Regions from separate parts of the Mus musculus genome. Here regions 1 and 2 are each linked to region 3. A link is a contact called in public HiChIP or PLAC-seq and Micro-C data. All regions are on one chromosome and are shown on one strand. The core of a region is the stretch at or near the end of the contact, and the rest is flanking DNA. Distances in the headings are between cores, read along the strand shown. Region 1 overlaps Gm42427 (MLV-related proviral Env polyprotein-like). Region 2 overlaps Prom1 (prominin 1). Region 3 holds the start of Prom1 (prominin 1).

What was found. Hi-C and Micro-C count contacts between places; a contact is called where the count stands out from the background. HiChIP or PLAC-seq counts read pairs in DNA pulled down with a chosen protein or histone mark.
Region 1: a contact with region 3 is called in an H3K4me3 HiChIP or PLAC-seq map of embryonic stem cells, with 22 read pairs. The contact joins the enhancer-like site here to the promoter of Prom1 in region 3. A contact is called at or near these places in 5 of 39 promoter capture datasets (the 3T3-L1 cell line, 3T3-L1-derived adipocytes, hippocampal neurons and 2 more), 11 of 484 Hi-C or Micro-C datasets (the C10 cell line, brain, cerebellar granule neurons and 5 more), 3 of 115 datasets of contacts at active chromatin or transcription factors (embryonic stem cells and pancreatic cancer cells) and 3 of 9 other capture datasets (adipose tissue, liver and pancreatic islet).
Region 2: a Micro-C map of palatal mesenchyme shows a contact between it and region 3, with 2.5 times the contacts expected there. The contact joins the enhancer-like site here to the promoter of Prom1 in region 3. A contact is called at or near these places in 10 of 39 promoter capture datasets (embryonic stem cells, liver, macrophages and 3 more), 1 of 15 datasets of contacts at CTCF or cohesin (embryonic stem cells), 55 of 484 Hi-C or Micro-C datasets (ECoMG myeloid progenitors, the HL-1 cell line, the MC3T3-E1 cell line and 24 more), 10 of 115 datasets of contacts at active chromatin or transcription factors (double positive thymocytes, embryonic stem cells, liver and 2 more) and 3 of 9 other capture datasets (adipose tissue, liver and pancreatic islet).

The regions. Positions count from the first base shown.
Region 1 is chr5:44,142,862-44,145,561 of GRCm38.p6, forward strand. Gm42427 (MLV-related proviral Env polyprotein-like) reads left to right here. Exons shown (of 1, transcript XM_030254993.1): 1 at 1-480. Among named protein-coding and RNA genes, the nearest start is that of Gm42427, 3.6 kb to the left of the region's middle. Within about 2 kb of position 1,285, at least 16 of the 459 cell types and tissues checked have an H3K27ac peak or open chromatin away from gene starts, as enhancers often do. A contact at or near this core is called in colon epithelium, embryonic stem cells and uterus, where this site is marked.
Region 2 is chr5:44,048,376-44,051,075 of GRCm38.p6, forward strand. All of the region lies in intron 5 of Prom1 (prominin 1), which reads right to left. Among named protein-coding and RNA genes, the nearest start is that of Prom1, 52 kb to the right of the region's middle. Within about 2 kb of position 1,421, at least 14 of the 459 cell types and tissues checked have an H3K27ac peak or open chromatin away from gene starts, as enhancers often do. A contact at or near this core is called in palatal mesenchyme and rod photoreceptor, where this site is marked.
Region 3 is chr5:44,100,421-44,103,120 of GRCm38.p6, forward strand. Prom1 (prominin 1) reads right to left here and starts at 1,316. Exons shown (of 28, transcript NM_001163577.1): 1 at 1,228-1,316.

The sequences.
Region 1 (2,700 bases), core at 35-2,534, 42 kb after region 3:
CGTCAGTGTTAGCAGAACTAGCTTCACTGATTTAGAAAAATAGAGGTGCACAGTGCTCTGGCCACTCCTTGAACCTGTGTGTCTGCCAATGTTCTGACCAGGTGTGTGCCCATTGTTGAACCTTCATTAGACCCTTTCCTCGTACCCCTCCCATACCCATTTCTTGAAAATAGACATTGTTTAGAACTAAAAAGTCCCACCTCAGTTTCCCCAAATGACCGAGAAATACCCCAAGCCTTATTCGAACTAACCAACCAGCTCGCTTCTCGCTTCTGTAACCGCGCTTTTTGCTCCCCAGCCCCAGCCCTATAAAAAGGGTAAAAACTCCACACTCGGCGCGCCAGTCCTCCGATAGACTGCGTCGCCCGGGTACCCGTGCTCCCAATAAAGCCTCTTGCTGTTTGCATCCGAATCGTGGTCTCGCTGGTCCTTGAGAGGGTCTCCTCAGATTGATTGACTACCCACGTCGGGGGTCTTTCACCACCACAATACAGGATTGTGTTCCCTACCCCAGAACCCACAAGTTGAAGTCCTTAGTCACAAGACATCAGAATGTAACCTAGTTTAGAGACAAGGTCTTTAAGGGGGCAATTGTAAAACTAAAATGAAGTCCATTGGGTGGCTCTTATCACGGCTGCCTTCTCCCCACAATAAAAGAAGGGGACATGCAGACACATGGACTGGCATGTTCAGAAGGTAGAGGCTCTTAAGAGACACAGAGAGATGTCAGCCTCAGCAGCAGGGACACATCCCTCCCTCACAGTCCACACTCTCTGGTACTTTCAGCTTCTAGAACTCAGAGGCACTACGGGTCTGTTGCACAGGTCATGCAGTTAGTGGCAATGTCATATTAGGCCTAACAAACAATTCCAAGTTGCGGCTTGGAAAGGAGGTAAGTCACCCCACAGGGCCCGTCCTTTTGTGCAGGAACACAGGTCCCAAGCTTTTTGTTTTGCTTTGTTTTTTTCTCTGGGGTGTGGTCTTCTCTCAGAGTGGGGCATCAGAGCCCTGAAGTAGCTGCAACCCAGAACAAGCTGCAGTGTAATCAGAGAAGGCTCTGTTCTTACCACAATTCACCCTCCTACTGCCACGTAGGGCACCGCTGCCAATTTTCTTCCCTGGTGTCCCAAGGACAAAGCACCTGCTTCTCAGGGGGTCGGAGGATCTGATTCCCTGCAGTTACTTCCTTATTTATGAGACAAAGCACCATGTGTGACTTGGCCTCCTTCAAGCCCATTAGACGGGAGAAGGAAAAGTTGAATTCAAATGCACTGATATGCAAATACAGGTTCAAAGCAAGGTCTCTGGGGAAAGCCTGCTTCCCAGCATGTATCTGGCTACACCACACCTTTAAAGCACAGATTAGCCTTAGGTTCCCCGTTTCACATCCAATAAAAGCAAAGTTCTAGGAACGAAGTGAAACTTGGTGTCAAGGTGAGAAACAACTCTCACCCCAAAGAAATAAAAAAGATGGTTTTATTTTGGAGCCAAATAGGAGTGACCATAGCCTGAGAACGAAGACTTGGGTGTCCCCAAATGGCATGTTCTATCTATAGTTATCTGTGGGACTGAAGAAGGCAGTCTGGTCTATGTTTTGGTCGGGAGAGGCTTACTCTGGAAACCCAGTAGAAAACCCTACAAGGGACAGAACAGTGAGCTACGCCCCTAAACTCACCTGACACCAGGAGTCCTCAACTCCACCATTCTGTGACTATCAGTCCAGAATCCACCCTCACATTTACCTGACAATAGCCAGGTATGCTCCTCCCCACAGTTACCCTGCAACAGCAAGGTAGCCCCCCCCCCCCCACTATAAAAGGGACCCTTCCTCCCTCTCTTGCTTCTTCTTGTCTCTTCTCTCTCTTACCTCTTGCCCTCCTTCTTTCCCTCTCTTCTCTCCTATCTCCATGTGGTCATAGCCAGACTCTACTTCCCTACCTTTTCTCTCTCTCTGCTTTTCTACAATAAACCTGTACAATAAACCACGGACCATCTCTGCTCATCAAGGCCAGCCATGCTAGAACAATGGAATAGGCCTTGCCCTAGCTGCCCACTGAGCTAGCAGCCTGAGATAGCCAGACTCTCACCCACATTGGAACCATCCAGTGCCTTCTCCCCTTACCCCTTTTCCCTTCGACCCTGGGACAGACTGAGCCACTCCTGGGGGGCCCCACCAGTTCTCAGCTCTTCCGCAGTATCCAGCAATGTCCTGAAATGCCCAAGAGCTAGAATCTGTTGTCCCTGGCTTCCATGAGGCCCAGGGACCCTCTCCACCCCCGCCCCCTCTCAGACTGGGGTTCCGTGACTTCCCACAGCCAGATGAGACGTGGAGAGCGTGCGGCAGTCCCCTGTGTCTGCCCACCCAGAGCCCCGGAGCTCTGGCAGGACACAGGTCATCTCTCCCACCCCCTTTATTTCCACAGTCCTTTGCTTTTTCTGTTTGAAAAACATCTGGACGGCTGGGGAGACAGACAGCTCAGTGAGTAAACTGCCTATCACTAAATCATGAGAACCCCAGTTTGAGTCCTCATACACATCTAAAAAGTAGAAGCAGACAGATCTTCAAGTAGGTACAGGGGAGGGGGGTTGTAGCATTTAGGTCCACAAGGTATCAGAGATAACCACTATACATATATACTATACAAGCCAACTTTAGTGAAGCAGTCTTTTCTCAAAGGGCAACAGAGCACATAGCAAGTT
Region 2 (2,700 bases), core at 171-2,670, 52 kb before region 3:
ATAAGGGATTCCAAACGCCTTCACATAGTCACCTTGCAGGAAAGACTAGCCTATGTGGAAATTAAAACCTTCTTCCTCACTTATCTCAAAAGACTGAATTTAAGGGTACTAAAAGCGCTTGTGCTCATTAGCCACTATCAATCTCTTGGTTTGAGTTATACAAATTGGTTCATTTGTTGAGGGCCTCTGAACCTTAGAATTTTATCGGCTGCAGGAGTAAAGGCTCAGCCAGGCATGGTAGCACACACCCATTATCCCGACACTTGGAAGAGCAAAGTGAGAAGACCTCAGAGCTCCGGACTAACCTGAGCTGCACAAAGAGACCTTGTCTCAAAATTAAAACAAACCCCTCAAGGCAGGGGAGCTAAAACCCAAACTACTTTTCAATCTGACCACTAGAGGGCAGCAAGGAATTAATAAATAGCACAACCCGTTTTACCCACAGACAGAAAAGACCAAAACTGTTATTTTTGTATCCAGTGTACAATGTGCATATGCTTTAAGAACAGGTTAGCAAGTACCAAATAAATCCTGGGGAAACAACATGGAACAGCCTATCAAGTTACCAAGCAATCTCCGTACCAGTGGGATAACAGGCATCCTGCCTTTTTGCATTGAAAAAATCCCATGTCACCAAAAACAAAACAACAACAAAAAAACCCAAACAAACAAACAAATGAACAACAACAACAACAAAATCCAAGTCCCAGGACATATATTCACTCTGTTTAAGAGTACTGCTCCATGGGGCTGGAGAGATGGCTCAACAGGAAGAAAGTTTTCACAACTGTTCTTCCAGAGAACCCAAGTTTAGTTCATAGCACCTGAGGGGCTGCTTACAACCAACTGTATTGCCAGCTTTGGGGCAGCCAATGCCTCTGGCTTTCAAGGGCATCCACATTCCAGTGCTCATATCCCCCCCTCCCCCCCAGACACATACACACATGGACACATAATCACAGATACACACATATAAACAAATAATCACACATAGCCACAGACACAGACACATAGTAAAAAAAAAAAAAATTCTAAACAAATAAAAAGTACTGTTGCATCTGGAGGAGTGCTTAGTTCGTATGTGGTTTCTCGTTCTTAAAACTTGTCTTCCTGTGACAATAATACACAGTTCCTCTCGGGCTGCCAGTGACACTAACATGCCTATGTGGCACATGACATTGAACAGTACTTAACTCAGCCTAGTGAGCTATGGTGGAATTAGGAGAGCCAGAACATGTGACTTGGACCTGGTTCCTCATCCCCACTCCGCCTCCCACCACCTCCCCACTCCCCATCCCCCCACTTCACCCCCCAGCCCCCAGCCCCACTAACTCCGTGAAGACCTTTCTTTCTATCTGAGCTTCAGCCAGCTTGGAGCCAGGGCAGCTTGGAGCTGATATTATAAACCAGCTGGAATCCACCCTAGGATGTATAAACACTGCTCATATTGCAAAGGAGAAGGGCTTGGGGGATGTCCACAAATTCCCTGGGAACTTGTTTATTCTAAAGCTTGAGTCCCATCTTAGTGCAACCTCAGAAAATGAAGACAAAACGTCCTGTACCCTTTGAACTGCCATATGACCCACTACTCTCTGTCCTACACTTATGAAGCAGACAGTGTACCTCAGTTATATTCATTACTGGTGAGCAAGACACCCTAATCCTAAGCTAGGTTAGTGACTCGATGATTTTAGAGTTATGTGCAAGGCACACATGCACACACACACACACACACACACAAACAAGAACTGAAACCTGGTAATATACCAGGGTCTTTATTTAACTAAGCCAGGTTCAAATATTTGGGTTGTGACAAGTTAGAATCACCCCTAAGTAGAGCTGGTATCCACCCTGGGGAATCAGACTTTCTCTCCCTGCATGCTACAAATGATCTCAGTCATTCCTTCTACCAAGCAACAGACCCATTTGGTCATGGAATAAGTCAAAGTGGACCAGGAAGTTCACCACTTCCTATTGACCTTTTCCTGTCCATCCCCATGAAAGGAGCTCCGCCACAGGAATCTGTGATGTCGTGTGTCGCAATGCCTGCCGAGGTTTACTCTTAGTTATACCTAAGTTCAATGCCCCTAAAAGGAGGTCGTAACCTCCTCCCCGTCAACTTTGCCTTATGTGGCCTGTCCTCATTCCTGAACGCTTGAAGGTTTGTTCTAAACTTGATCTGCTGACACTTGCTGTGTGCTCAGCGTAGATGTCAGAAACTGCCCTTGTCCTTTATTCTATATGACTTTACTCACAAGAAAGTCACTCAGATCAACGAACTGCCGTACAACCTTTCAGAAAATATCCTTTCCAAACCTTTCAACTGTCAAGAACGCAGTTCTAGAAAGCCCGGCTAGAGACGATCAAAATCATGCTATCAATAACTTTAACAACAACAACAACAACAACAACAACAAAGTCTGTGCTAAACAGAGTTCTGCAAATGATCTCAACAACTTTCCAAGCAAATTTCCAGTGTAAATGTTTATGTTTGGGTTAAAAAAATGACAACTCCAAGGGCTGGGAAGACTGCTTGGCAGTTAGCAAGGATGCCTTTCCAGAGGACCCAGGTTCAAATCCCAACACCCACATGGTCACTCTGTGATTCCAGTTCCTGAGGATATGGCCTTTGCAGGCATCAGGCATGCACAAAATGCAGACACATGAATATAAAACACCCAACGGTGAGAACAACAACAA
Region 3 (2,700 bases), core at 66-2,565:
TTCGCTTGCTTAACAAAGGCCAGCAACCGCCCACAAGAAGCCGAGCAAACCATTCTCCGCCTGGGCATGAGAAAAGTCCACAACTGAACAAGAGAGCAACAGAGCGAGCTCCCGGAGGAAGCAGTAGCTGCAGGAAGCGCCGGTACCTTTGCTCCGCTGCCTTTCCCTACAAGCTGCCGCCAGACCCGGCGCCCTCCTGCCCACCTTCCCCCCTTCTCAGGGGCCTTTCCCGGGCTGCGGAACACAAAAGAACCGACTGCGAGGCGGCGCGCGAAGCTGGGAGCCTCCAGGAATCCGCCGTCGCCTGGGGGAGGGGATCGCCCCTGAGTCCTGTAGTCCGGAGCGCCACCAAGGCATTTCCCCACCCAGTCCTGTTTGAACGCCGGGTTGAGGATTGGAACCTCTCCGACCCATTCTCGGGAACTTAGCTCGAGCCCCGATCCTCCAGCAGCCACGAAGCTCTGCTCAGTCCACATTCCTCTTTGTTGTCCCTGGTCCCCGCATTCTGTCAAGGTATGCCCTGAGCGCTCCTGCTCTCCATCTCTAGGAAAGCTGAAATTCTCGGTGCTGTGTGACCCTAAGGGCTGACTGGAGCCAGGACTTCCAGCCCGGGTGCGTGCGCTTGGCAACGGCCGCAGGGAGGCGGTTTGCCCTTGCACCGGCATCGCCCTCCCGCTGCGGCCAGTAGCACTGTGAGCTGCACATAGGTAGCAGATGGTGGCTGGTGGCCGGGAGTCCCACGTCCTGTCCCCCTCCCCCAGCCTACCCCCCACCTTGGCCTTTCCTGGAGTTTTCCTTACCGCAAAAGAGTTCTCAAGACCCAGACCGAACCTCCTCTCGCCGCCCTTCCCGAAAGCGGGCCGGTGGCCTGAAAGTCTCACCGCCTCCTGCTCTTGTCTCCGGAACCCAGCGACCTCCACCCCTCCACAGGATGGAAGGAGTACCGGAGCGGAGCAATGTGCCGCGGAGAGGAGCCGGCCACCGCCGCGGGAAAAAGTTTGCACGCTCTATAACCAGTCCTCCAGACCCTGGGCTCGCCCACTGGCCGAGACCCACACCACCCTGCAGCCCCTCCAGCTTCGGGAAGACAAACTAGGTTCCCGCCACCTGCTGTGGAGGCAGAGGAAGACGTTGCTCGAGCTTCTCCACTCCTCATCCCTGCCCTGGGTGTTCTAGAAGAGGGGGAGCTCAGCGCCCCGCGCTGGGTCGGCACTCGGAGCAACTCACCTCTCCGGTCCAGCTCTCCTCCGGGTCTCGGAACCCTCCAGCCCCTCGCCTCTAAGCTGGGCTCCTTCCACTTAATTCATGAATTATTTAAGGTCCAGCCCCAGGGCACCACAAGAGTGATTGGGTGAGAGCCCGTCCCACTGCTCCGCCCCGGGTTGGCTAAGGGTGCCTGAGTCAGGACCACGGGACTCCAGGACTCTGGGAACCTGTTGCGTCCTCTAGGGTCTCTGGCAGAGGTTTGGGGATGGAACTAAAGGAACACCGACTCCTTCAGAAACGTACTTACTCAGGGCTGAGCTTAAGGCCAGGTGCCGGGGTCTCCACAAGGCTCGGTAATTTAAAGAGCAGGAGCCTAGGGCTCTGAGTCTGAGCGCACTGATTGGACCTTCTGAGAGGCTACAATGCCCTGGGGACACCCACGGGACAGAGCATTTATTTCCTGCTGAAATCCCTGCTCAGTCCCAGAACACCCTTCTCTATCACCTAATCCTAAATCGCTGCTTGGAAGGCCGCTAGCTCCTAAAATCTCTAACCTCCACACTTTCCTGGCTCTTTAGACACGATACCGGTACTCAGTGCATTTTATTTAAAACAACTAAAAAACAAACAAACAAACAAAAATCATCTAAGGGGGAGAAAAATTGGCTGTAGTGTATCCCTGTGCTATCAGGGACAAACACAACGCTGGTCCTTTTGATCAATTACATTCCTGGATTCAACCAAAAGTGGGTAGAGAATAGACCAAGGAAGAATAGCGCCTCTGGGACATTTTTACCATCAAAGGATGCGTATTAATTGTGTGCGGGTTGTTAGGTAGATGGACGGAGAGATGAAAGAATGGCTGCACAGATGTTGGAAGAATAGGTATGTGGACACATGGCCTTTTAAAAATAGTTTACGTGTATGAATGTTTTGCCTGCATGAATGTATGTGTAGCACTTTACCGTGGAGTTGGTCAAAAGAAGGTGTTGGCTTCCCTGTCACTGGAGTTACAAAGGGTTGTGAGCTGCCATACGGGCTGGGTGCAGGGAATTAAACTCTGCAAAGAGGGAGTGCCTCTGCCAAAACAACCGATGCTTTATACCACTCACCAATCTCCCCAGCCCTGACAAATGAACTTTAATTTAGTAATTTTCTCACCACAAAATATAGCATACACTGAGGATGGGCAGGGGAAGGTGAAATTGAAATTGACCTCTACACGGCGAAGGTGTAGAAAGAGTTCATTCAGAAAGACCACTGAGAAACCACGGAAAACTGAAGCAAGCAGTGTTGGAGTACTAGAGAAGTCTAAGATGGCCAGTTCTCCCCTTTACAGTCTCCTGGGCTCCACAGCTTTCCTGCTCAGAGGCAGACAGGCTACTGAGGATGGTGTTAGCTTGAGACTTGAGTTCTCTCTCCTGGGAGCTCCTAGCTGTCCCCGAGCTGCCTATTTTACCAGCATGGGCACTCATGGCCTTATCACTCTGAATC